Linked DNA regions of Dromaius novaehollandiae: region 1 is linked to region 2. The links are chromatin contacts, called in public Hi-C maps. All regions are on one chromosome and are shown on one strand. Each heading gives the region's core, a stretch centred on a gene start, on an enhancer-like site or on the middle of the called end of the contact. The rest is flanking DNA. Distances are from core to core; before and after follow the strand shown. Region 1 overlaps MTUS1 (microtubule associated scaffold protein 1). Region 2 overlaps FGL1 (fibrinogen like 1).

Region 1 (6,233 bases), core at 3,597-6,096, 65 kb after region 2:
GTCCCTTGGAATGTCGCTCCAATTTCTTGCTCCAAATTCTATTACTGTCAACCACTTCCAAAAATTAACGTACTGCCACCCATGGAATTGGACTGAAGGGCTGTGACAGTCTGGGCCACAAGGAATTTGGTTTGTATTTGAACAGTATAAGATAAGAATATACATGATTACTTTAGGTCAAAAACGTAAATGCCTACTGCTGTATTTTTCCTTGTGCTGAATGTAGTCTGCCTATCAGTATGTAAAGTGAAGGGGCTTTTACTCCTTTCCTACAAATAAGATTTCTGATATGCTTATACTTTACCTATACTTTGCCTTAAAATTATAAAATCATTTTCAATTATTTCCCATTATACAAAACTGCATGTTACTGGTGCTGTCTTAGCTATGAGGGCTTTGTCAGCCTTATGTGCAATTAAAACTATTTGGGGATCTGAAAGTGCCAAAAATATTACAATGGTAGCTGTTAAATGATATTACTATGATAGCTGTTTAAAAATTTCCAGAAATTAAAGCAAGCTATTTAAACCTTCATAACCAAAATATCCTTTGCCTCTATTTCTAAAGTGTAGTTCTTCTGATGGTTCTTTCTGAGGTTCTACCCACCCTTATGTCTCTAATTAAGTCACCGAGATCCCATTAATGAAGTTGTTGCCGTGTGCTTTGCTTAGGTTTTGTGAGAGTCTAGTCCAGTGGCGCTCCATTTTCCTCTCTTGCTAATATTTTCATAGCATATAACTAGAGTAATGAAAGCTTGGGGAGGGAGGAGCTCAACACGCTGAGTTTTGTCCTCCTTGAACTTGGGGAAAGTCGACCGTATTGAAGGACTTCAGCATTCTGTAACTAACTGAAGCAGGGGGAAAAATAATTCAGATAGCTTTCCCCATATGTTATAGCAAATATGTTTAAGTTACATTAGAAATACCTTAAAAGGCTTTAGTGAGGTCTTGAAATACTGATTCATTTGTTAGTTCAAAATTGCTAAATTCTTTCCACTGAATTTTTGGCTTGATCTTATAGTTAAGTGGGTAATTCAGAGAAGCTTCCAAAGGCTTAAAACTGGAACAGGCCATGAGAGATGAAGACGGTGTTCATCACTGAGTTTTGTTGCAATTTATTATGCATAAAAGGCTTTTCAGATGAAAAATTAAAATCAAATGGGTTTCCATTGTTACCTATCCATTTCCAGCTGTATGGAAAACTTTGTATTTCAGGACTTTTTGGTATAGCCTCTCACAATACTAGTGAAGCAGAACCAGAACAGTTTAGCTTTGATAAGCGTTCTCATTCTTGAGTTTCTGTTCTGATGCTGAACCTAGGAGCTAATCCAAACCTTATTCCTGCAAACCACTGTTCAGCTTGTATCATTCCAGCAATCTACCATGTGACTTCTTAAAGCTGAATTGACATGCTGCCAAGAGGAAATGAAATACTTTAAAAAGCGAGCATAACCTCTGGGTTCTCTGACCTGAAACTGTCAGAATTTTCCCATAATGCTGGTCTGGAGAGTTACCCTGAAGAGTATCTGCCATTGGTGTGCATTCTCTTGATCAAATCTCAAATGCACCAGAGAGTCTGCAGATAAGGTTAAAATCTAGTTTCAGCCCCTCCTATGTTTTTTTCTTCTTTCCAGAACAGCCAGCCTCTTTAGGGATCCTAAAAGCAGTTTCCTCATGTACTCACTTGTCCAAGATTTTATTTGTCCTTCCACCCATGAGTCCAGTCTAACCAAACTCCTTTCCTAAGTCTGTATCTGTAGTGTTTCATTACAGTAGCTAATCTGTGTAAAAGTGACCTTAAAGCTCCTGTATCCTTCTCTGGAGATGTGGGAAGGGGGCAACCAGTACATGGGTTTCCATGAAGTATATGTGTCTGTAGTATGATACACACATTGCCAGGCACCTGAAGGCCTCAGTCTGACCTTAATGTTATCCAGCCAGAACTTGCTACTGAAGGGGGGATGGGGGTCAGTGCCTTCCCTGCTGGAAGGACGTTGGTGCGAGGTGGCTGTGGAGAGGGCCTTGGTTCATCTTGAGTAGGTTTTGAAAGGACATTGACCTGCTTCATGATTTTTACTAACAAAATCGCTGCTCATCAGGCTGCTTCTCTGCCTGTTCCTTTTTTTTTGGTGAGTTTGTTAGCTTCTCTTGCAGTTGCAGCCAGGGAAGAAGCTACCTGATTTGAGAGAGAGACCTAATGATTTAATGCATCTGAAGGGCCTTTTGTCTAGTTAATCAGTTTTTTCAGGAAATTTGTGAGGGCTCAGGAATCTTGCAGGTCTTCCTTTCTCTGGAAGTCTCTGATTGCATGGGTTAGACTTCCCAGCTAGTGTTTCCACTCCAGCCAGTTCTTGCTTCCTGACTGTCCTTGGGAGCTGCCTAAAGCAATGTGTGTCATGGTGCCAAATACAGACCTCTGTCTCGGGTACTCAGTCATATGTGTACAGAATGGTCAATTCACATTTTGAACCTAGAAAGGAGCTGCAAGATTTTGTAATCTGAATTCAGCAAAATCAGTTTGCCTTGAGCTTTGGCTACATATGCTAGGGGAAAAGGTTGCTATATTTCCTCCTTCTTTTTACATTTCATTAACAAGGAGCTTACTTACCATGGGATAGATGATGATTAATATTCTGCAAGCCTTATATAAGGTTCAGCATAAAATCTCTTGTTTGGAATAAATTTCCTGTTAGTCTTAAGTCAAATGGATCATGAGAAATAAAAGTGTAATGTTCTTTGGCTGTGAGGCAATTTGCAACCTGTTACAGTGAATGACATAAAAGTAGACTGATGGATTAAACTCTGGTTTGGTAACCTTAGAGGTGTGATGTTTTGAGGGTTTTGGGGGGGGGGGATGTCAAAATTTTAGGATGACTTTAATGATCTTTATTCAAAGTACTATGTTACCTCCAGTATTCTGTAGAACACACGTCTCCCTTGACTTCTGGCTTCCGAGAGTATTCCATCTTGTTAGCTTTGTTTCTGGTGCAATGAGTGACCCGATTTAAGGAATTGAGTGCAGATTTTCATATTCATTTTCATATTCAGCATAACAAATGCTGCTGAATCAGGTAATCAGGTTAATCAGGTAATCTGGGAAGTTTGCAGCCATTAGAAGTGTCTTAGGATTGCTACTGCTTTACAGTGCTCAGAATAGCATCTATAAACAACTATGTTAACATTAGTCGGCTGGAAACAATAGGCAAATCCAGTTTCTGTCCATGATTTACTTCCTCCTTTCTATAGGTACCAAAAAGCAATGTCTTTTCTTGAAGACTTAGTGCCCCTCACTTTACAAAGACCACCTCCTGACGGCTGAGTAGGCTTTTGTCATGCTTCAAACTATTTTTAAAAGTTGCAAAGTTTAATACTCCTAAAACAAGAGCACTCAGGTCTTTGTAATGCTTGCAGAAATTTCAGAAGAATGTAAGACAAGAATCCAAAAGTTGTTATACTGAGTAGATAAAGCAATGAAAGTTCAAAGCAACTACTTTTGCTAGTGTTAGTGTTTCATGCAAATACCTGTCCTTCCCCCCCCCAAAAAAACCCCACACTTCAGAACACACCTTGTGCACTTAGTCTACCCAAAGTTTCAAAGTGTTATATAGCTCCATGAGTTGTTTCCAGTTGTTCTTTGCTCAGTCCTAGATGTGAAATGTCTGAATATGGTTTGAAACAGTGGACATTTAATCTCCAAACTAGTATATATATCTTTAACTTTAAAATACAACTAGTGTTAATGTCATCCCAAATTAGCTGCTACTGGTGCCTTACAAAATACAGGCATATATTTATTCTCTTGATTTGAATTTTTAAGTGTCTTAAAAGGCTTCTCTACTGAGAAGGCATCTTTTGCCTTTTAGAGGAAATAGGAAAGCTGGCACTGTTATGTAAATGTAACTATTAAATCAAACTGTGCTGATTCTTCTTGGAAGCATCTTGAGGCAGTACTGGCAGCATCTGTCTGATACAGCTCCCTTGTGAGGAGGTTTAGGACATCAGTGTTTCTGAGAAGAACTAAATTGGAACTTGTAAAGCAGGAGGATGAAGGTGTAGTCATCACAAGACTGAGATAGTCTTCAGGTTCCTGCAGCTTCGCTTCACCTGGAGCGTGTTTTATCTAATTTATGTCCTACTGTAGGCTCCAGTGCAATATAAAGGAAGCCTTCCTTTATTCTAAACAATAATCACCTATGTGCGAGTCACAGGGGAGGATGACCTGAGTTAGGATATGAAATCTGACTTTAGAACTTTCTGAAAGATGAGCTTTGGTCCTTGCTTATTTCCACTCCAGTACAAGAGATACATTAATGTACTTGATGTAATGTAATTGTTGCATCGAGCTTTTTCTGAAGAATTGCCAACATATTACTGCACTGCAGAGGAATGTGATATTTCTAGTATTCTCCTTCAGTGACTAGATTAAATAACTGATGAAAGCCTGTTATTTTGAGGGACCGTTGCTTGTTGTTTTTGTAATAAATGGTTCACTAAATATCCTCTTCTTGTACTTGTTTGCAGTACTCTTGTTCATACATCTTCCTGCCTCTGTCTTCAGAAGCTTTTTATTTATTTCTGTACTGTTCCTTGCTTAGGGAACGGTGCTTTTTTTTGAACACTTATTTAAAACAAACAAACAAACAAACAAAAAACATTATTACTACTTCAGTAACTGCTTAATGTTCCTGTGTCACAACTTAAAGTTTCCTCCTCAAACTGGCCTCTTGAAAAATGCATTCGAGTGCATGAATAATTAATTTAACAGAAGCTTTATAGGAAAGCACTCAGCAGTAGAAGAATTAAGGGAAAAAACAAACACAGGCCACCTGCACACAGGACCTTTATTTGATTTGTTTCTGAAACTGCACATGCTAGAACTTGCACTCGCTGAATGTGTTTTGAGTATGAAGCTGGCTTACAGCAGTGCCCAATACAGATTTTTGCAAAGAAGCCAGGGTGTCTGGAAATATGTTTATGGAACATGCAGTACAAGAATAAATTGAGGCATTTTCACGTGCTTGTCTCTATCCCTCTTGAGTGGAAATTACTGCAAATAAAACAGGATTTTTTTTTCCCTGCACTGTTGAAATAGATGAACTTAGAGCCCAGCACAGTAGGAATCAAGCATGCCATTCATCTTTAAACAATAAAATGCAGTTGATAAGTTACATTTGTTCTGCTAGCTGCCTTTGAATTGCAAAACTTCAGCTTGCTAAGTCATACAAGCTTAACCTGCAGTATTTGTACATTAGCTCTTTTCCTTGTTGTTGTTGTTTTGTTGGGGGTTTTTTTGTACCTAGTTTTGCTGAGAGACTATTTAGAAGAGGAATCTGACTAGTATGGATTAGTTTTCTGGTGTGTTGATCCATCTTAAAAAAAAAAAAAAACCCCAACCAACCAAACAAAAAAAAAACACTTTCAGAAAGCAAGGTGGAAAGTTTTAAAAAAGCTGTCAGATTTGTTCTGTAAAGTTCAGATGTTGCAGAAAATTTTTTTTGTCACACAAATAACTTCAGATTTTTTGTCTGGGCTGCTCTGTTTGAGGTGATACTGCAATGAAACACTTCCAAACAAGTCATATTTAAACGTTCATTGCAATGATTTATGTACAAGAAATTGCAAAATACAGCTGATAATTTTGTCTTAGATTTTTATAGTAGGATTTTAATCTCAGATTTTACAGCAATACAGAATCACAGTTCTGCATAATGCCATACAGTAGTAAAAGTGCCCCTTGTAACAGGTCTAACATAAAGCATGTTTAATGACTTCCTGAAGCTTGTGTGTCATATTCAGTGACTAGTATTATACAGGATACTACTGCATGTTTAGTATATATTGTGGTGTATCATAATTGAGTCGATATAAACTGAGAGGAATAGCATGAACGTGTCTTTCTTACTAGTACTGTTCCTGTTTTTCCGTACTTGATACGGAAGTCTCGAGACAAGCATCTAATCCTGTCGCACCACCTACTGTTGAAACGCAGACACTGGACATGAGCGTTTTCTTTGTCTAAATCTTCATGTAATCCCCTTTTTAATGTCATGCTCACTTGGTCTTGCTGCAAATTGATGGTTTCTTAACCATTGATATTAGAGTGGAGATCCTGGAGCAAAACTAATGCGGAACAAACTGGAATCACTGGCGAAGTGTGTGGTATTTCAACTGTTTCTTGCACAGCTTAAGCATAATTGAAATGTGGTTATAGTGGCAAGAATAAAGGGAAGGGTA
Region 2 (5,529 bases), core at 440-2,939:
AGAGTCCATTTAGATAATGAAAACAAGTTGCTAACCGTGTTATTCCACTGGCTTGCTACTGACTTTCTTTTAATGTTAAGCCTAACACAAAACTGAATACTGCAAAATACTAGAAAATTTCAGTACATTGAAATCCTACAGGAACAGTACTGGCAGGCACAGTGAAAAGAAAGCACTCAGAACATGTATTTGTCATGCACAGATTAGCAAACATAGAGGGAATTAGTGCTCTTGGCTGGTTTGTATAGGAGCTCCCAGCTATGAAGGATTTTTTTGTAGGCAGCTCCATGCTATCTGGACTAATGAAATATAAAAATATGCAGATAATATGAATACCAGGGGAAGTGATACAAGTGAAGACACATGGAAATAACCCAGGTCTACTTGCTACAGCTCAGCACTTGTTTGCCTAAACTTCTGGAGAAAAATGTCCTCTCTTTGCATTATGTTGTAAGGAAAGCTCTGGAAGAGATTTTCATCTTGGATGCAAATCCACAGAGCTAAGTTCACTCTGGTAGGACACCCAGTTCGTAAGCCTTCCTATATCCAGGGCACTGTGAAGGTCAGTCAGTTCAGATCTGGTAAGATCCAAGCTAACAAGTCTAGCTGGACATGACCTTAATCTTTCCCCAGCATGCCTAGTTTTAGTCACATAGAGCATGGATGCTCAAAGTGGTCTGCCACGCATCAAGCTGGGGCCACAGATCTTACTAGCTCAGGCTTGCTGCCTCACCTGGAGACAGCACAGGTATATTCATGTGGGGCTGTCCTGGAGTTAGTAAGCCCAGACAGAATTCAAATGGTTCTTCAGGGAACCAACTCCATCTCTCTGCGTCTGTCAGACAGTTAACATAGAGCTCACATAAACTGTCCATTGGTAGCTGAGAGTGGACTGTACTATTGAAACTATTGTCTTACAGTTTTTATCTTTACAAATTAGCTTATCAAAAAGAAAGGAAAACACAGGATAACTTTAAGGTGTTTACTGACTTGTCAACAATGAGTGCTGCTTCAAACTATTGTGCCAGTAATTACATGCCAGTTGTTTCTTTTGCATGTCCACTTACTTCAAACTGCATTCAGTCCATTACAGAATATTGTGTATTTTTGCTACTAGTGCTTCTAATTTAAGAGTTGCTACCAGCTCATTTTTCTGCTGACAAAATCAACTTTTGCCTGTTTCCATCAAAAGAAGGAAAAGAAGGGATTCGGTTGATCTAGATACCTCTTACCAATTACAATTCTTCTAAGGAAATCTGTTTGTATTCAAAGTAAACATATGCCTGCTCAACACAAAGTTTGTATGGCTATAAAGATTCAGCTCTGACACAAGCTGGTCATTCTCAAAAGCAAAGTCACGTTTGATATCTGCAGATTTTAAGCTTTCAACTAACACATAACCAAAATTCAGCTTAAAAACTGTAAGCAATGAACAAGCATATATATATGAGAATTTTCCTATGAGGCTTTTGTCAGTTTTTCTATTTCAATTCTCCCTAACAGTTGTTAATAAACTGTAAGCAAAGCCAAAGAGACTAAGATTTGCCAGTAATAATATCCATAAGGGTCATTTGCACTGTTTTCTGTTTGAATATTTTCTGAAGTCTGCTTTTGAAATCCATCACGGTGCTTGACAGCTAGGTATTAACAGCACTAAAACCAAAATACTCAGTTGGCAGATAAGCTGATTCATTACAATGTGCTGCAAAAGAAACAGCTGTTTTGCTCTCCATATGGTCACGTAATCATCTAAACTTCCTTCTTTCTCATAAAAACCAAATGAATATCAAGGCTGTACTGATACCTCATCAAGCTTTTAGGTTTTGCAAAGTTTTTTTACAATTACCACTGTATTTAATACACTGTAACAGTATTTCTGTTTCCTTGTATTAAAGAACCAAAAAAGAATGTACTTTGTGTAGTCAAATAAAATGCCAGCTCTGATAATCCAGTGAATTGGAATATGTATGTTTAATGAGCTGTGAGATTTAATGTATGTGTAAATAGAAGCCAGCAGTTCAACAGGCAAACTGATGGTGGTATTTAAATTTTGTCATATGAAACACCATGTGGGGATAACCGCACAACTTAGAGGAGTTACTTGGAAACAACAAAAAGAAGTACACTTTCTTTCCCAGAGTTTTGCTTCTAACATGCCATGCTGCTGCACACGACCTGAACAACTCTGGAATCATTCTCTGCTGAAACAGATTAGCAGGCAAGACTCAGAGACCTAGATATGTCAGAGAAAGAGTGCAAGGAACAAAAAGACCTTTTGATTCACTTGCAATGGTGCCCTGATTCAACTGTTACTGTTTCGGGGCATTGAAGTCCACAAATGCAAATTTCTGCAGCTGTCAGACTGGCCCCTTATCAACGTGGTGATCTTGTGACTCGCACAGAAACTGCAAATGTTCGCACGTTTTCACCCAGTTCTTATTTATGTCTTTCCTTTTCTTTCCGCCAGGTGTCACTCTGCCAACTTGAACGGCTTGTACTACAAAGGGCCCTACACTGCGCGGACAGACAACGGCGTTGTTTGGTACTCTTGGCATGGCTGGTGGTATTCTTTGAAATCTGTTGTCATGAAGGTCAGGCCAGCAGAATTTGAACCTGATATTGTTTAAGTATTTTATTAAGACGATTTATCTAGTTAATCTTTCAGCAAATCTATCCAAATTAAAACAGATGGGCAGACTTTTGCTTCTCATCTACACCTCTATAAATCTGGAATAATTCTTCAACAACCAATAGCTTTTCAGATGTAAATGAGAAGAAATCTGGCCTAGCAATATGTAGATACAAACAGTAGTACTAATATGTGTACAGGATTTTTTTTAAAAGGCAGGAATTCACCTAGGAGTAAGGGCATCTTTGTTAACATGGTGAATTTTTGGCTTGTGCAATAACTCCAAGGCCTTTTATCTTTTTAACAAAAGAACTCTTATTTATGTTTTCCTTTTCTTTCCCATCATTCACTTTTCAGCTCCCTGTATCTGCAGTGGAAGCAGATAAATGGCTCATACTACTTTGTATTTTCTCCATCAGGATATTATTTTTATATAAGTCTTTGCACAGTAATGGATGTCACTATATTGCCTTAGAAATTATGATGAATTGTATGAATTACACCCAAAATCTGTGTGAAAAGAACCTTAAGGTTGCCTTGCTCAGTGGATGGAATATACTGTTTTTAGAAGGAATCAATGCTTTAGAGGAAATGAGTTGTCTATAAATTCTTCTGATTTATTTGATGCATACACTGTGTACATAGTATGCATATAATGTATAAAGAAGGAGGGAGGGAACTGAAGGAACAGAGATGCAACCAGGCTAGAATCAATTAAATTGAGCATATACAAGTTCATTGTCTCTGTCCCTGCTGAAGCATTGCTAAAGCTGGTCACATCATTTCAATCAAACATTTTTAGATGGTCACTAATTATGCTTTCCTTCTTTTTGATAACGAACTAGATATCCTGGACCTTAAGATACTGATGTTTGGATTTTTCCAAAATGCTGAATACCAAAAACTGCCACCGATTTTCATGTGAGCTGTGCTTTGAACACAGACTATCATAATGCATACGTAGATGGTACTGTGTTTCACATGGACTTTTAATTCTGATGTTTTAGAGGTTTTTAGTGCTTGACTCCGTAAATCTTTCTTTAAGTATTGGTCAGTCTCCAAGACTGTCCTAATTTGAATGTCCTTTCCAGTTACTTCTAAATGGTTCTGCCTCTAAGTCTGTATTTTCTCCTTTTCCTACATCCTCATCTTGACTCCTTGAGCTTTTCCCTTTCTCAAGCTACAGATGCATATTTTTCTTGTACAAGAAAAAACCTGAGAGAGACTCTGCCTGTCCACTACTTCCGTGCCCACTATCACAATAGACTATCATAGTTAGCCAGGAAAACAAAAATCTCTGATTACTATTTGCAGCTGTGGAGATGACTGCATACAAAAAGCTATCTGCTGAAATGTAAACCATTTCTGCTGAGCAGGTAAAAATTAAGATTTTACAAAACACTTGGATCTGTGCCAAATTTAGGCATTTTTCATTTCCCTGCTTCCTAAAATAATTTTGTTTTTGCGATTATACTGCAGGTCTCTGTCTTTCTGTCTGTCCAAATACAGTTTTTGAACCTGGCAGCCAGTTTCAGTCATATTTAAAATAATTGAGAATAACTTGCCAACCTATGGGTCAATTCATATCTATATTGATATGAATACGGTCAGTTGAATGTGAACTCCCTGCATGGCCATTATTCCTTCCATTTCCATCCTCCAAGAACAGAATTTTGGTAAGAAAGAGTCCATGAAAGAATCTTATGGAATAAGAGAGGGAAGACAGACTGAAGAGCTGAAAAAAAGAGGTGCATATAAAACAATTTATCCCACTCATTAAGATAAATCAGATTACACTTAAATGAAAAGGGACTGTAAGTAGAGAAAAAATGAAGTTTGAGCAGGAAAAAAGAATATTAGCATGCATAGAAGCTGTTGATAAAAATCTGCAATATAGAGGTTTTCAGTCCTGTGTTTTTTCTGATGACGGCAGATATTCCAAACAATCCAACCTCTTTCTCAAGGTATCAACAGACATTCTTCCAGAGGTTTCTACCTTTAGCACATCACTCTACCCCTGCATGAGATGACTAATGGATAGCTCTACTAGAACTGCTTATTTGGAGCCTTCTTTAATCAGTTAAAACAAATTAAATTCCATATCTGACAGGAAGACATTCAGGCACTATATACATATATATACACGTACATATGTATACATATATCTAGATATATATTCAGCATTCAGCATTAAAACAGAACATATGATACTTCATCTAATACATCACATACTTCTATCCAATTTTATTACTGAACTTCAAATGGGTCCCTGAATAACTCTATGAGCACTTTATAGGTACGAGTCATTAAGAATAAGATAGAAATTTTGGAGCAGTTTATAAAGAAGTTATAAGAACAATAATTCCCATGGCAATGTTCAAATTCTTTTGCTACCCTGAGAAGTGAAACATTTAACTCTCTGCAAAAACACAGATGACATTATGCAGAAATTGTAAAAACACCCTTAGTTTTTCACAGGAAAATGGAAAGAAGATTAGCTCATATATTTGGAGAGTATCATGCCAGATCATATTGCATTTGATGTAAATATAAGACATGGAGGATTTAAATACAGCAAAGTTGGATCTCTAGCACATGAAAAAGACTCTTACTAACATGTACAGATTGTGCTGATAAAATCTGCAATATTTATTTTGTTTGCTACAGTATAAATCCATCCTCTTTATTGTGAGAATGCTAATGCAACCTTTCAGCTGAATTAGGACACTTTCTAATGTAAAAGTTGCAAGGAATAAAAGTTGACTCCCTTTCTTTCTTGGAAATCATACAAAGAAAGAGAAACAAATCTTTCTTCGTACATAGTACAATGCATTTATATGTTGTTTATTTGGACTGCATGCTCTTCAGAACGAGGACGTGTCATCCTTCCTGTCTGAAGA

Evidence for each region. A called contact is a pair of places that touch in the nucleus more often than the background predicts.
Region 1: a Hi-C map of brain shows a contact between it and region 2, with 3 times the contacts expected there. The contact joins two enhancer-like sites. A contact is called at or near these places in 2 of 4 Hi-C or Micro-C datasets (brain and ovary).

Annotation. Positions count from the first base shown.
Region 1 is chr4:55,159,670-55,165,902 of bDroNov1.hap1, forward strand. All of the region lies in intron 3 of MTUS1 (microtubule associated scaffold protein 1), which reads left to right. Among named protein-coding and RNA genes, the nearest start is that of MTUS1, 44 kb to the left of the region's middle. Within about 2 kb of position 4,847, at least 1 of the 2 cell types and tissues checked has open chromatin away from gene starts, as enhancers often do.
Region 2 is chr4:55,097,927-55,103,455 of bDroNov1.hap1, forward strand. FGL1 (fibrinogen like 1) reads left to right here. Exons shown (of 10, transcript XM_064511083.1): 10 at 2,468-5,401. The coding sequence ends at 2,627. Among named protein-coding and RNA genes, the nearest start is that of MTUS1, 18 kb to the right of the region's middle. Within about 2 kb of position 1,690, at least 1 of the 2 cell types and tissues checked has open chromatin away from gene starts, as enhancers often do.